Linked DNA regions of Mus musculus: region 2 is linked to region 1. The links are chromatin contacts, called in public promoter capture Hi-C maps. All regions are on one chromosome and are shown on one strand. Each heading gives the region's core, a stretch centred on a gene start, on an enhancer-like site or on the middle of the called end of the contact. The rest is flanking DNA. Distances are from core to core; before and after follow the strand shown.

Evidence for each region. Promoter capture Hi-C pulls out the DNA fragments that hold promoters and counts their contacts.
Region 2: a promoter capture Hi-C map of hippocampal neurons shows a contact between it and region 1, with 2.3 times the contacts expected there. The contact joins the enhancer-like site here to the promoter of Prr3 in region 1. A contact is called at or near these places in 6 of 39 promoter capture datasets (cranial neural crest, embryonic stem cells, hippocampal neurons and 3 more), 2 of 484 Hi-C or Micro-C datasets (cortical neurons and embryonic stem cells) and 4 of 115 datasets of contacts at active chromatin or transcription factors (astrocytes, embryonic forebrain and embryonic stem cells).

The regions. Positions count from the first base shown.
Region 1 is chr17:35,977,375-35,981,427 of GRCm38.p6, reverse strand. Prr3 (proline-rich polypeptide 3) reads left to right here and starts at 2,133. Exons shown (of 4, transcript NM_145487.4): 1 at 2,133-2,301; 2 at 2,985-3,047. The coding sequence starts at 2,190. It overlaps Gnl1 (guanine nucleotide binding protein-like 1), which reads right to left and starts at 1,473. Exons shown (of 12, transcript NM_008136.2): 1 at 1,181-1,473; 2 at 646-811; 3 at 230-366; 4 at 1-121. The coding sequence starts at 1,253.
Region 2 is chr17:37,060,496-37,064,548 of GRCm38.p6, reverse strand. Gabbr1 (gamma-aminobutyric acid (GABA) B receptor, 1) reads right to left here. Exons shown (of 23, transcript NM_019439.3): 12 at 1,773-2,015; 13 at 1,156-1,219. Among named protein-coding and RNA genes, the nearest start is that of Gabbr1, 17 kb to the right of the region's middle. Within about 2 kb of position 2,073, at least 50 of the 459 cell types and tissues checked have an H3K27ac peak or open chromatin away from gene starts, as enhancers often do. A contact at or near this core is called in cortical neurons and hippocampal neurons, where this site is marked.

The sequences.
Region 1 (4,053 bases), core at 884-3,383:
TCTGAAGTGTATGCCCCGTGTATCTTCCCAAGGTATTCCTGGAAGCTCCGCTCCTCCTGGCTCATTAGCTGTTCCTTGGACATCTCATAACTCCAAGGAGGCCGCCGGGGAAAGTCCAGGACTGGGAAACAAGGAAAGAGACCGGATAAGCATGAGGACTTTTTCTGGACCCCTTCTCTGGCCAGCAAGTTCCCCAGGCTGATGGCATACACAAGTAGCCCCCACTCACCTGAGCCAGGCTGATACACTTCCCGGATATCCAACTCTAACACTTCAGCACTGACCGGCTGCAACACTTGCTCTCTGGCCGCTCTCTTTCTCCTCTCCACCTCCTCCCGGCTGTCCCGTTCAAAATGCAGCCGGTATCTAAGGGGAAAGGGACCACACATCTAGTGGAGTCCTGTGACAAACAATCTCCTCTTCTGACCACAAAACTGCAAAGGTTCCTCTCCTGGTTGTTCAAGTCTCCTCTAAACAAACTCTTGACAGTCCCCATTGGAAGGCAAGAAAGATTGTGGCCCATCCAGGGAGAACCACCTTCCTTGGCTTCCAGCCTCACTAGTTCCACTTTCAATCCTTCATCGGAAGCTTTTCCTAAGGGTGAGGGCGGGGAAACTGCGGCCAGCGCCCTTCTCCTTGGCTTACCGGTTGGGGTCGTAGCCTCTGGGCCCCAGGCCCTGGGAAGGTTGCTGGTTGAGCCTGCGGATATGATGGGTCACGGATTCCCCATCCGACGTGTCCGTCTGCTCCTCCCGCCGCTCCCGGCTACCGCTGCGGCTGTTGGAACTGGAGCGCAGCCCATCTTGGAGCCCTGAGGGGAGGGGCCGGTGACGCCGGTGTAGACCGGTTCTTAGGGGACCTAAAGCCCCCCGAGCCGGTAGGACAAGCTCTTCTTCAGCCGACCCAACTTCTCCAGAGGCTCCATCTTCCCAACCGCGCGCCCCAACCCCGTCCCGGATGGGCCTGGAGGTCGTCACAGCGCCCTGTGGCAGCAGCAGCAGAAGCAGAAGCAGAGTTTCCCATCCCCCACCCTCCACCCCTCCCCGTCCCGCCGCTGCGGGAAACCCCCACCGTGGCAGCCCACGCGGGATCGCGAGAGCCCACCCACCCACCCCCCGCCCGCGGTGCCGCGGCACAGCCCTCCTCCAGAGCTGCGCAGCGGCCCCGCCCCCTCCCTGACCTCGCTTCCGCTCCCGCTTGTCCTGCAGCTGCTTCTTCTTCTGCTTCACGCTGAAGGGCTTCTTCCTCGGCATGGCCCCGGAGCCCCGGCCCGCCCTCCGCCGAGCTCCCCGCCGCCGCAACTGACTCCCCGGGGCAGCCCCCGCCGGCGGCCCGGGGCCCTGGGGAGGCGGGGCCGCGGTGACGTCAGCAGCGAGCGGCGGGGAGCGGGGAGCGGGGCGGCGGGGATGCAAGCGGCGGCACGTGAGAGTCCGCGGGTCCGGGATGCACGGTGCGGCGAGCGGGAGACGCGCGTGGGAGGCCCGAGCCGACTCCGTCACGGGCGCTACCAAGTGGCAGTCGCGGGAGGGGGGACGCGTGTCACCGCCGCCCGGCGCTCCCGGGAGCTGCCACTCACCTGGCGGGGGCCGGGCGACGGGGCGAGGACACGCCCCACCGCGCGGCCGCCTGGAGAGGATGGCCCCTGGCGGGAGAGCCGGGACTGCGCTGGCTGCCCGGTGGACTGGCTGCCCCGTGGACTGGCCTGCGGCAACAGGACTCGGTAAGGAGATTGCGGAAGAGGCAGGTTCACTGGCCACACGTGCGAGCGCGGGTGAGGAGGAAAAGCGAGCGGGACAAGGACTTTTGGAGAGAGGTCAGAGAGCACGGAGTTGTGGCTGTAGTTGTTGCCATGGTAACTGGGGCCCGGATGTGGCGACCTTAGGATGCGACAGGCCTCTCGCGTGCCGCCAGAGTCCCGAAGCCTGTCCGGTGTCTCACTGGAATGGGGTGGTGCTTTCCCACGTGGAGAGGAACTGCACAAGGGGGAGCAAAGCTTCCCCACGCGCGCGGCGGGGTGAGCGAGGCACCTTGTAGGAGCGAACGGCCGCGGCACATCCACGACCTCCCGGAAGTGGCATGGTGGGCGCCTCGGTCACCCGGCCCATCGCCCACCCGGAAGCGGAAGGAAAGCTAGTGTGCCCCTTCCTCACTGCCCTCCAAATCTTGCTGCAGCCATTGCCGCAGCCGCTATGCCGAAACGAAAGAAGCAGGACCAGCCGCCGCCGCTGCCGCAGCAGCAGCAACATCTCGCACTGTCTGAGCGGGACGAGCCTGGAGATGAGGAGGATGAGCGCCCCATGGGTGAGGGGCAGGGCGTGCACACGCCTGTCAGCCGGCCAGGGGGCTAGGATAGAATGAAATGCGGGGGAGGAGGTGCCAACGGAAGGAGGAAGGGCGCACGCGTGGAGGTGGGGTGGGACGTGGTGGGGGAGGGATGCTGGTGGAACCTGGATTGAGGGCTTCGCTTGCTTGAACCCTCAACCTCAATCTGGCTCCTAATCCTTTCTGGAGAAGGCAGGGGAGGTGGCGGCTCGGCTAAACATCTGGCTTGCGCAACCGCAGAATGGCGGGGGGAGAGGGGTGGCAGCGATGTTACAGATTGTGATGATCGGGAAGACAATTTGTGACCACACTTCCACTGGTTAGGTCAACCTTCTGTGAACTACTCCCCCGAGGGAAGGAGAGGAGAAAAAAACTATGATGGGCCAACAGTTAAGGTGAGGGATTGGGGTACGTGGAATCACTGGCATGTTGTGGATGCAGCACTGTGAGGAAAGAGCTGTTAGAGACCTCTGTTACCCTCTGATGGACTCTCAAACAACTCTGCAGAGGGACGGGCAGATGGACGGGGTGAGAGTTTGCGGCACTGCTGAGTGGATATATGACTTACCTGGTTAAAAACTGAGTGTTATAAGACCACGTAAGGACGAGGTGATCAGTCCTTTGCACCGTTCTGATGGCTGTTTTCTCACGTCTGCTCTTAGGACCACCCAGCCTTCTGGGCCCTCCCCCCATGGCTAACGGGAAGCCTGGTGATCCCAAGTCAGGTGAGGAGAAATTGGGCCCTGATTCATGTTTTAAGCCCTGGAGAAGGGATGGACCCCTAAAGACTTAAACAAAAGCCCAGGGATTGTGTGTACCTAAATGAGGGATCATATATTAACCGTTTGGAAATACGGTGTTGTCAAAATGTTACTTTCCTTCCAGATTAACTCCTAGGTCTGTCTTTATTTGTGTGTAGAAATAAATGTTCTCCATTATAGAGGCTCTAAATGGGACACTACCAAGACCAAAGTGAGAGGGCATAGCAAGATTTAGTGAAAAGCTGCAGTAGCTATGACATTGTGGTTTTCACAGAATGTCAACATAAGTTCTTAACATGTGGAAGGATCAGGAGTTCCTGGCCAGCCTCTCCTGCAATAGCAAATTTGAGACCGGCTAGCCTAGGCTACATGAGACCCTATCTGAGTGCAATCGGAGGCCTGTAGATATATGAACACAGAATTCTGTGTAAAGATGAAATCAACGAAGTGGTTCTGTCAGTAAACAAAGTTGTCTCAATTGGACTTTTTTTGTGTGTAAAACTATGAACTTTGACTTTGTAATAGTCGTACCAAATAAAAACACCAATTCTAAGCAGATTGTAAAATAAACATTCTTATAAAAAGTTAACCATGTCTCATGGTCTTAGAGTAGGTAAGCGTTTGTAAACAGCACACAGACCAGGCATACTGGCAGCAGGAAAGCTCAGAGTTCAGTGTTACCCTGGCCTATATAAGACACTGTCTATAAAATTTAAAAGTAGCCAGGCTGTGGTGGTGCACGTCTTTGATCCCAGCACTTGGGAGGCAGAGGCAGGCGAATTTCTGAGTTCAAGGCCAGCCTAGTCCGGGCTATACAGAGAAACCCTGTCTTGAAAAAAAAACAAACAAAACAAAATCTAAAAGTAAAATGAGGAAGAACAGGAGGAGTGGTACTGTGGGAGGTGGTCCAGTTGATGAAGTATTTACTTCAAAAGCATGAAGTCCTGATTTCAGATCTTAGCAACCATGT
Region 2 (4,053 bases), core at 824-3,323, 1.1 Mb before region 1:
AGGATGCTGTAAGGACCCAAGTCACCTGGGTAGGCAACCTAAATCCACAGCAACACAAGGTGATTCCCAAGGCAGTAAGTATACATGAATAAGCAGTGCATGTGTATGGATAAATAAATATGTATGTGTGTATATATGAATAAGTAATATAACCCTTAAGCATGTGAGGCTCCACAGTGGAAGGCACCGTGGCGCGTCTACCACATCTTCTACTGCCTCACACCTCTCCCAGCAACACGTCTCTCGCTTCCAAAGCTTTAAACAATTTCTGCCTGTTCTCCCTCTTATGATGGACAGATTGCAGGATCCGCCCCCCCCACCCCCACCCCCTGTGGCTTTAATTTTAGAACCCTCTCTCCCTTTGGCTTGGGTTCTAATGCCTTGGAGAAGATACATCTGCCTCTTAAAGTACAAGGCAGTAAAAGGCAGTCACTCCTAAGGTGTCTCTTTGCAGAATGGCCACAGTTAATACAACTTTCCTTCCAAACGCCATCTCACACCCACTTCGCCCTGGCTGAAGTCCAGCCTCACTTGTCCCATATACAAAGAGAGCTGAGAGGATTTGGTGGCAGACGTTGGTGGGGGGAGGGAGGGAGGGAGAAAGAAACTTTTCCCAGAGGCTAAGAAATGGGTCTCTTGGCCACACCCACAAGAGGCTAAGTCAGGTGGAACGGAAGGATTAACTCACAGTAGGTCTGCAGACTCCTCAGAACTAAGTTACAGGGAACGCTATCTAGAAAGGCCAGTAGGACTGGAATGCTGTTCTCACATAGCAAGGAACTGAGTGAATTCCTTTTAAAAGAAGCCAGCTTTCCTTGATCTTTTTGGACACACTTTTTGGACAGCTCTTCACCTTTCAACCCAGCCTCAGGCAGGCAACTTCTGGGACTAAAACTAAAGCCACTGGGAAGAAAGAACAGCTGCTTTTTTTTTTTTTTTAACCTGTATGCCCCTTTGAAAGAACAGAATCACTGCAAAGATCCTACCCATGTTCTTTTTATCAGTATTTAAAAGCCTGACGAACACAATGCAATGTAGGCAAAATGTACCTGGCAATCTGTGGAGGCTGATCAATGTTCTTCCAAGAGAGCCCTCAGCCCAGTCCCTGCCCAGCCCTGCCTGCCCCTCCCTGAGCCCCCTCACACCCGGGCTCACCCTGTAGCTGCTCGATAAGCGTCCATGCCATCCGGGAGCCGCTGGCATCAAAGACCACGTGGCCCTGAGGAGAAACATGTGGAGGAAGGCAGAGGGGATAAAAGCAGGAGGAAAAGAGAACATCAGGGACTCCGAAACCTTCTGTTTTTGATGTAATTGAGCTTCTGAATGAAGGCTATTTATGGCATCCGTCCGCTGCATGTAGGACACACCCCAGATGCACATACCCTAGATTCTGGAAACAGTATTCTTTGGAGAAGAAGCTTCCTTCATCTTAAGATCTGAATTAGAGAGTCCCCCCGAGAGAGGATCAGGAGCAATCACCAAACCCTACTGGGCACTAATTTCCTTACTTTAAAAGGAATGAGGAGATGAATTCTCAAGTCGTTCTCTTTTTTTAAACTGTAAACACCTTGACCAGCTTGAAAAGCACTAGAATAGAGCAATTCTTTTCACTGCCATATTTTGTATGGCTTTCTGGTTTGGGGGGGTCCCACCTCCATAGTCTAAGACGGCTTTACTGATTCTGACAGAAAGATAACTGAGAAAATGTATCTAGGGACCTTCCAGGCATCTCCCTTTTCATGGGGTGCACAACAGAAGCTGCTGTAACTCACAGAAACACCCTCAAAGGAGGAGGAGTTCATGGCCCGGTAGATTTGGTCTGTAATGGTCTGGTTGTTGTAGTTAAAGTCCTCCAGGCGCACTCCTGAACGGCCACCTCCTCCAGAGGTCTTGTTCAAGGCCAAAGCCAAGGCCCAGATAGCATCATAGGCCAGTGGTGCCTCCTGGAAGCCTCCAGTCTCCTCAGGGTGTCTTTTCAGCCGCTTGGTTAGTTTCTCCACAAATTCCTGTGATGTCTGGAGGGAAGAACAAGAGGAGAGAGCATTGAAATGTGCGTGGGCGCAGGGGGAGAGGCCTCAGTTCTGGCTCAGACACTGTGACTCGAGCGGATGGTTTGTGTTCGTGTTGTGGGGTAGACCATATGTACAGACAAAATCGTTAGCTATACCCATGTGTCTATCTTGGGTTGGAAGCTACAAGACTAAAAGCGGGGATTAGCTGAGTCCAATGGTCTTAAGAGTGTACAGCTGCTAGCTCAGAACTACAAACAACAGAGAAATCTGATGAATAAACACTCTGGGAAATGAATGGCAAACGAGCGAAGCAAAGACCCAGCCAAGGAAGAGATGGATATTGCAGGCAGCTGGCATTCTCCCAACCCTCAGGCTCTTACAGCAGAGGTGACCCAGGAGCTAACAACTCCTCCAATTTTGAAAGATCCAGAAAAGGCGACACCACAGCCTTTTGCACTCTGCCTGCGAACCAGGAGGATTGTTCTTTAGGGAGCTAACTTCTCGCTAGTCTGATATGACTTCTGTTGGCTGCCTCCTTGGACTGGCGACAGCCACAGGAAGCAGTCTTCACATGGTACAGGTCCAGATTCAGTCCTATTCACACCCCTTTTTGCACTCAACCTTTTTTCTAAGGAACCTAAAAAGAACGGCAATCCCTTTAACTTTCATGGATGAAGAGAACTGGCCGTATAGCTTACAATAGCTCTGCTTGGCTTTCTTACTTATGGGTGAATGAATTCCTGAACCTCTCAGAATTGCCTTCCACATAACAGAGAACATCATACCTTCCCTTCCTGACCAGATAGGAAAACATTTAAATTTGTCTTGGCAGAGCACTTGTATGACACAGAGTCACTGCACAGATAATTGGTCGGGTTTAGAACGTTCACAGGCACACTCTAACAAAGCAGAGATGATACACGAATGAAGAATCTTTGTTCCTGGCCAGTGAGATGATTCAGCATGTAAAAGCACCTACTTACTGCCAAGCCTGAGTTGGATTTCTGGTACACACATAGTGGAGGGAGAGAACCAACACCCAAAGGTTAACTTCTGACCTTCACATATGCACCTTGGTGTGAACACATACATAAAATAAATGGATAAAATGAAATTTTAAAAAATCTTTAAACCTTGTTCCCATGCCCTAAAGACATTTATTTTTCTGTCTAATTTTCTAGAAATAGCTTGGGCCTTGAAACACAAAGGTCTGGGCTCAACTACACTAGAACAGAAAGAAGCTCCATTCCTCTCTTGAGGACTGGTACCTATCGTTGAGCACAGCTCAAAGTGGACATACTATAAATGCCCCTGGAAATCTGTAATTCACATGGCACTGCAAAGGTAGACACACGCCACGTGTACCCCTGGAATGCAAAACTCTAACAGCTGGTCCTAATATAAGCCACAAGCTTTGAGTGACAACAGCTGGTTGATAAAGATCATCAACATTCACAAGTATACTCCTGTGGCGGTGTAACCTGATAATGGAGAAGGTGTGCATGGGGAAGTATGGGAACTCCGGGCCTTCTTTTCAATTTTTCTGTGAACCTAAAACAATAACATCTCCAAGTAAAAAGAAAGTCTGGTTGGATAAGTAGATGAATGGGTTCTAACTCTAATTAAACCACTTACCTACTAAGAAATCTCAAGCAAGTTATTAAATCTCACTAAACTGAGTATTCAGCTTGAAAATGGGAATAATACTGTGTTAAAGTGCTCCAGCAAGGATTAAGTAAGAACACATAAAACACTGCGTATGAAGTATATTACATTCTCTCTCTACGAGTCTCCCTGGTTGCACCCTTGTCTTTGTTCCCAATGCTCAGGCCTGTAATTCTGACCCCAAACCTTACATCTTGTAGGTCCCATTTACTCAAACACATTGTGGCTATATATGACCACTGATCTCAAATTCAATGGAAGAACAGTAGCAGCATAACCAAGCTACTTATGAAGCTAAAGGGGGTGTGGGGGTGTGAGTCTGAGTCTGTAGGTTCAAGATCAACCTGGTCAAGACAGTAAGACCAAACTCAGAGAG